Linked DNA regions of Rattus norvegicus: region 1 is linked to region 2. A link is a contact called in public Hi-C data. All regions are on one chromosome and are shown on one strand. The core of a region is the stretch at or near the end of the contact, and the rest is flanking DNA. Distances in the headings are between cores, read along the strand shown.

Region 1 (3,283 bases), core at 544-3,043, 250 kb before region 2:
TGAGACTGCATCATATCGGTGTAACTTGAGCATACGAGACCTCAGAGCCTCCTAACACGGTGAGGTAATTCCTCCATCGAGGCCACACCTAATAGTGCCAATCCCTGTGGGCTAAGCATTCAAGGGCACGAGTCTATAGGGCCAAACCTATTCAAACCACCACAGAGGGGAACCAGTTTCACAAGTTTATGAGGAAGGCTGCCTTTTACCTAACTGCAGGAAATCCTCCTACAGTCCAGGCTGAGCTCTTGTCTGGATGTTTGCACTGCCTTTTGGAATTTGGGGTACTGGCGTTTCCTTTGGAACCAACACAATCCGCAAACAAAAGTAAGTAAATAATTTTGGAATGACTACTTTATGGAGATCTATGAAAATGCAATATCTGTCTGTGTGAGGAATTTTCCCCCAAGAGACAGCATATCCATACACCTGATTAAAATAAGCTAACATCAAGAACACATTCCAGAGGCAGCAAGCCAATTGCCTATTATTCCCTTGCTGGCATGGTGTCATCCTTAATGCAAATTCAAAGGACTCCTGGCAAGGGCTGGAGCTTGAACTATGACCTCCTTGATGAAGTGAGGGTGTGATCTTTTGCTCAGGAAGGTTGAGTGTCTTTGAAGAAACTGAACAATGCCATATATATATATATATATATATTATGTATATATATATGACTACTCTCTCTCTCCATATATATATATATATGAGAGGGGGGAGGGGGAAGGCAGGGAGGCAGGGAGGCAGGGAGGCAGGGAGGCAGGGAGGCAGGGAGGCAGGGAGGCAGGGTGGCAGGGAGGCAGGGAGGCAGGGAGGCAGGGTGGCAGGGAGGCAGGGAGGCAGGGAGGGAGAAATCTCAGAACTCCAAAGTGTGACTCCAGACACTAAAAGTTTATTTTTAGTGTGGTTCAATAGGGCATCCGTCATTAATTCACGGCAACTATTTAAGGAAGGCTTTGTGCTCTAGAACTACGAAGCTTTAAGGTTTGCATAACCTTCCAGTAAATAGGATTCCACCGCTCCGGAAATGTCATCTTACTAGATCTCATTCTGAATCCAAACGTTTCTGAGCAGTTGCACACCCACTACTGTGTGACCGTGACCTACTTGGGACCAAGATGTCCAAATGACTTGGATAATGCAGTCCTTGCCTGCTAGTCAGCATGCTGAATGGACCAGGGAGGTTGCTTCAAAGATTACACTAGTCAAAGCAAGTTGACCTGTCTTCTGAATGCCACAGCTTCCTAAACACCAATGGGCGGAGCCAACCCTTGGCGGGTGGGGGAAAATGTAAAGTTTGTCTTCAAGCTCTCCTTGTATTAGGTATTCGTCTTTCTCCTAGTGTTTAAAGACACTGGTTAAAGTTTTGACTCTATTACCATTGTTAGTGAGAATCTGTCATAGAGAAATGTTTTCTCTTTGCTTGGGAATTACACATTTCCAATAAACATTTGGCTTGATTGCACTGTTAATTTGGAATTAAGTTGGGGGGAGCGTACACGGAAAAGTAACAAATCCAAAACCAGGCTTCCTCTTCGAGGAAGAGTACGTGGATGAGCTGGGACTGGCGTGACCCAGGACTTGGGACCTCAGCCCGCAGCTTTTCACCGTTCTGCAGCCCTGCAGGGCGCAGGCTCCATCCGGGTAGCGGCGGCCACAGGAGCCCGCGCCTTCCCCTTCCGCGGCGCCGCAGCCTGGCCTGTGCGGGGAGGTGGTCGCCAGCTCCGGCCTGCAGGGGGCGCTGGCGCCGGAGGGCTGGGCCGGGGTCCGCGCGCTTGCGGTGGCGTGGCCGAGCGTGGGTGCCCGGGCCGCGGTCCTTAGTGAGAGTGACTCGGCCTGTGACGCGGGCGCGTTCCTTCCTCTTCCTCTTCCTCCGCGGCCCCGCCTTCCTTCCCTCCGCCCATCTCCCGCCGCGGAGGAGCCGCCGCCGCCGACAGCCGCGCCGTCATGTCGGCCCCCGCCGGGTCCCCTCACCCGGCCGCCGGCGCCCGGATGCCGCCCAAGCTCGGCGGAGCAGTCTCTGGCCTGGCGCCGCCGCAGCAGAATGGTGAGGCGAGAGGCCGGGGTGCGGCGCGGGGCCTAGGCAGGCGGGAGGGTGAGGGTGAGGGCGGGCGGGCGGGCGGCCTGCGTCTTGGCTCGGGACGGGCAGGGCCGGGCCCGGGAGGCCGCGGTGGGGCCCCGAGGCCGCGGTGAAACATGGAGGCCGCGGTGCGGCGAGGGGAGCGGCCGAGAGGACGGCCGGGCGGGGCTGTCGGCGGTCTGCCATCCAGGCCTGCCATTCCGCGTGGACCGAGGCCGTGGCGTAGGGGTCGGCGGCCCGCAGGACAGTCAGCTCCGACCTAGGCGCCGGCTGGTTGCCCCGGGCGACCCTTTCACCGCCGAGAGCTCACAGGACGCCGGGGCCGCAGAGTGCGTGGTCTGTGGAGGGCATGGAGCAGCCTTGGTACTTGGTGGATCGCATCCTTCCGGCCCCAGGAACGTAGCTTTGATTTTTTTTTTTTAAGGCCCGCGAGCTCGCTGCCTGGAAGGGAACTTAGTTTGCACTTAAGTTTGTAGGAGAAGGATGTAAATATGCTGCTGCAGAAGTGTAACTGTAACCCCGACCCACTTCGGCCTCGGGATCTGTTGTGGTTTGCCGCCGCGGTTGCTGCTCAAGCCTTTGGAGTTTGATTGTAGTAGTGTTCGTGGGGTAGCAGGTGTCAAAGGGATCGAGGCGAACACCTTTAGATCCCCTCATCTCCAGCTTCACTTTAAAATCTAGAAAAACGTGCCAGAGTTGCTTGGCCCTGCTTTGAGGCAAGGCCTGCGCGTAGGGAAACATGAATGTAGCTTTCCTACTGAGGTTATAGGCTTCGAGCTTGCAGGAGTTATTTCCTAACATGCCTAGCCCCTGCTCTAGAGATCTGGAATGTTCCTAAATAGTACTGGGGGAGGGGCCCTCTTTAGAGACTTGAGTGTGTGTCTGATGACCCTCCCACAAGTAATCAAAGCTAAGAAAATCCCTCTGTCCTGTGTCAAAAAACAAAACCACCCAGTACTCATCAAATCATTGACCTAGTTTACACAGTGTGCTAATCAGAATTTACAACCAAAGTTTGGAAAATTGATAATAATGCTTTTCAAACAGGAAACACCCCAAGAATCAGGTGGAATTTTTATTCACAACTATAAAAAAAAAATGATGGTTTAGTCTTAAGATTCCGAGGTCTGCCTTACTTGTATTTCATGTTTCTTATAGTCATTGTTTAGTATAAACTTTTGAATGTGAACAGTGTCATTGGTG
Region 2 (3,619 bases), core at 411-2,910:
AATTATAAAATTATTAAAGATTTATTTATTTATCATATATAAGTACACTGCAGCTGTCCTCAGACACACCAGAAGAGGGCATCAGATCCTATTACAGATGGTTGTGAGCTACCATGTGATTGCTGAGATTTGAACTCGGGACCTCTAGAAGAACAGTGAGTGCTCTTAACCACTGAGCCATCTCCCCAGCGTGGTAAAATTACTTAGAGCATTCTGCCATGGTCAGAATATGAGGTTGTTCTAGTGGATGTAAAACAGAGCTATTTCAGGAAAGAGGAAGAGTCTGACCAAGACAGATAAAGAAAATAAGGTAGCAATTCTAGCATGATGGGGCAGAGGGATGGCATGTGCACACACTGATTACTAATCATAGACTCTAGACATACTGCCAAGGGAAAGTGCAGGGCTATGGTGGGCATGGGCTGAGTATGAGACTGTACAAGACAGCCATTTTATTAAGTTCACTATATCACCAAATGCAGCACAGACGCAAGAAGTTAAGTCAACAGGTATTTATTTAGTCTGGAGCCCAGAATGGGAGATGTTGCCTGCTGTGATGTTTGAGCTTCTGAATTCTTATGAGTGATTTGGAGTGACAATGAAAAAAGGTAGCAGTGTTAAAAGGCTGTACTCAGCTGATGACAATGCAAAGGTACTTCACAGGAATCACGAGAAATCCATCAGGTTTGATTAGAGACTGCCACAAACCTAGAATAGAGGTAGGGATAGTGCTGATTTATGTATATATATATATATACATATATACACACATATATATGATGTATGTATAATTGTATATGTAATAATTATTACACATCTTATAATTTAATATTTTATAATTGCATGTTATATTTTACTAGATATTATATATGACTGGATATATATATCCAGTTACATTTATATTTAAAGTACATTTGTATAATTTTTTTATATGTGGGACTAGTGTGTACTTCTTCAAGAAGTTTATAGTTTAGGGTAAATGGCATACTGGAATTCTTAATTTACAGAGATCTTTCAAAAATTTATTCACAATAACCCTCAGATACGGGGATCATTCTCTACTTTCTTTCAAGTAAAAAGTGGTATTGTCAAATGCCAAGAGATGTTTCAGACAATACAGATACAAAAGAAGTCAACCAAATTTAAGAACTAGAGGTCACTTCTTACGAGCGAAGTTTTAGTGATGTAAGGAAACCGATGTCAGAGATGAGAGTGTTAAGGAGGCAGGAGGTGAGGTGTAATCTATAGAACACATTCTCTAGGTGTTCAAAGCGCACTTGATGAACGAATGAATACACTCAAACAATAGTAAAAGATGGTTGCCTTTCTGTCAGCTCAAATACAAACACACACCCTTTCCTAATTAATAACAGGACACAAAAGCAATAAAAAGAGAAGGCAACTGGACCCTGGGCGGAGCACGGCTCGAGTGGCCACACTCCGTGGAGCAGAGTCAAGTCGGGACCTTCTCGCAACCCAAGAAGTGACAGAGCCTGGCGAGTGGCGCTAACTGCACCCAACACGCCTCACCGACCAAAGGCCTGACCAGCGATTAGAGCCGAAGAACCCAAACCACCCCTGTCTCCAAGGGCAACGCGGCACCACACTTCCGGAAGCGTCGAGTACGGAAGGCGCTGCTATTTTGCATCATTTCCGCCACCCCTAGCGAGGTGGACCTTGCGCGGGTGAGGTGGGGGTCACGCTGGGTGCTATTGTTTCTCTTCCGGTGCTGTATGCTCTCTTCGGGAAGGCATTAGGACCGTTGCGTCTAAGTAGTGACAGCCTCTTCCTGCAAACCAGCCCTTCCAATATCTAGTCTGGTAAAATTGTACCGTACGGTGGCCGAGGAGGTTTAAGCGCGCCGGAAGTATCGCTCCGCGCGCGCGCCCAGCTGAGCTAGAGACGCACGTGGCGCGGTGAGTGCGGCGGAGGGCAAGATTGTGGGAAGCAGCGGGTTGGGATAGGGTGGCGAGGCATGGGCCGTGGGGCTGGGACGAAGACACCCCTCTCTCCGCGCTCGCCACTGGCTATGTGGGCGAGTGGCGGGCGGCGTTCACTGCTGTCCTCTTTTTGGTGTTTCGAGCGAGGCGGAGGGGAAATAGATAAATGATCAGCCCGCACTGACTGGAAGGAGCCGGCCGTCTATTTCACCAGGCCGGAGAGAGCATGTCTTTCCGAGGCGGAGGTCGCGGAGGCTTTAATCGCGGTGGTGGAGGTGGAGGCTTCAATCGTGGCGGCGGCAGCAACAACCACTTCCGAGGGGGCGGCGGCGGTGGTGGCGGCGGCGGCAATTTCAGGGGCGGCGGCCGAGGAGGATTTGGACGAGGGGGCGGTCGTGGAGGCTTCAATAAATTCCAAGATCAAGGGCCTCCAGAACGAGTCGTCTGTAAGTCGTCTTCAAAGCTTAACCTCCTTTGCAATGGGAATAGAGTCCGGTTTATGTTATTCACACGTTTGATAATAAGTCTCCAAAAGGCAAGTCGGGTTCCCTGACAGTCATTTCATAGCATATAAGGAACCGATCATGAGAACGGAAATGCAGCGTGGAGGTGAACTTGAATTGGGACAGAGAAGTAGAGACTTAGACAATATTGAGTACCTAGGCATTCTAAAGGGCAGAAAACCATTCAGGATTAAGTGTGATTCCCTAATGACATAATTAAAACACAAACCTAAGCTTTTAGCTTCCATAGCTCATGTTTTCAGTTACCAAAAAGCAGGGGAAATGAAACCTGCTTGGGAGAAGGCAAAAGAAAAGAAATGCCCAACTAAAGTAATTTTGAGTAATTATGGGAGAGGTGGATTGGAAGTCAGCAAACGTAAGGGGGAAGTGGTGGATCTGTATGCAGGATGAATTTGCTGAACAAAATGACTAAAGTCAAGGGGACGTGTAGTAAGCCATATATATAAGGTGTTGAGATCTGTGTTTGAAAAGGTGACAGGAGGAAAAGGGGAAAGGTAGGAGATAGGTCCAACCTTTTTAATACTCTGCGTCACATTGACATCACAAAATTCACACTCCACATAACCATGCAGCCTAGTTAGCACACACCGTGCACACACACAGTCCCTTGCACAACCCTTCAAAAACATGTTGTAAATAAGTGTACCGTTTTGTGTTGGGCCACATTCACAGTTGTCCTGTGTTCCATGCAGCCTGAAGGCAGTGCATTGAACACATGGATGGAGAAGAGATTTCAAAAGACACATGACACATAGAACTTGACTAATACTAAGAAAGGTTCTAGCTGTTGTTAAGGGTAGGGAGTTACTTTGTAGGTATATGGTATTAATTCTGGGTTACAGAAACAGGTGTACTTTGAGTTCGCATACTTCCTGAGGAAGGATAGTCATTGGTGAAGAGGTGGTAGTGGTGATGAGTTCTGAGGAAGGAAGAAGCAATCAACAAAACCAGAGTGGTTCACAGTTTGAGGCTGGGTAAAGAAGGGAAAATCAGTGGATTTAATGCAGTCATAACAGCCTTGACAGGGTAACTGTTGTACATTGAATGAGTGCTGTTGTAAGCACTGTGTTTGTTGTTCCTGTTGCTTAAGTATCAGGTGTGGCTGCCGTTAGAGGTGACTAGCCTCATTTTACAGTGTACAGAGAGAAGGGGGTC

Evidence for each region. A called contact is a pair of places that touch in the nucleus more often than the background predicts.
Region 1: a Hi-C map of frontal cortex shows a contact between it and region 2, with 2.7 times the contacts expected there. The contact joins the promoter of Sec24b here to the promoter of Gar1 in region 2. A contact is called at or near these places in 3 of 12 Hi-C or Micro-C datasets (frontal cortex, liver and mammary epithelial cells) and 1 of 1 datasets of contacts at active chromatin or transcription factors (oligodendrocytes).

Annotation. Positions count from the first base shown.
Region 1 is chr2:221,305,429-221,308,711 of GRCr8, reverse strand. Sec24b (SEC24 homolog B, COPII coat complex component) reads left to right here and starts at 1,793. Exons shown (of 24, transcript NM_001106474.1): 1 at 1,793-2,047. The coding sequence starts at 1,948.
Region 2 is chr2:221,054,790-221,058,408 of GRCr8, reverse strand. It overlaps Gar1 (GAR1 ribonucleoprotein), which reads left to right and starts at 1,660. Exons shown (of 7, transcript NM_001024306.1): 1 at 1,660-1,916; 2 at 2,155-2,386. The coding sequence starts at 2,167. LOC134485966 (a long non-coding RNA gene) reads right to left here and starts at 1,595. Exons shown (of 2, transcript XR_010064435.1): 1 at 1,168-1,595; 2 at 498-708.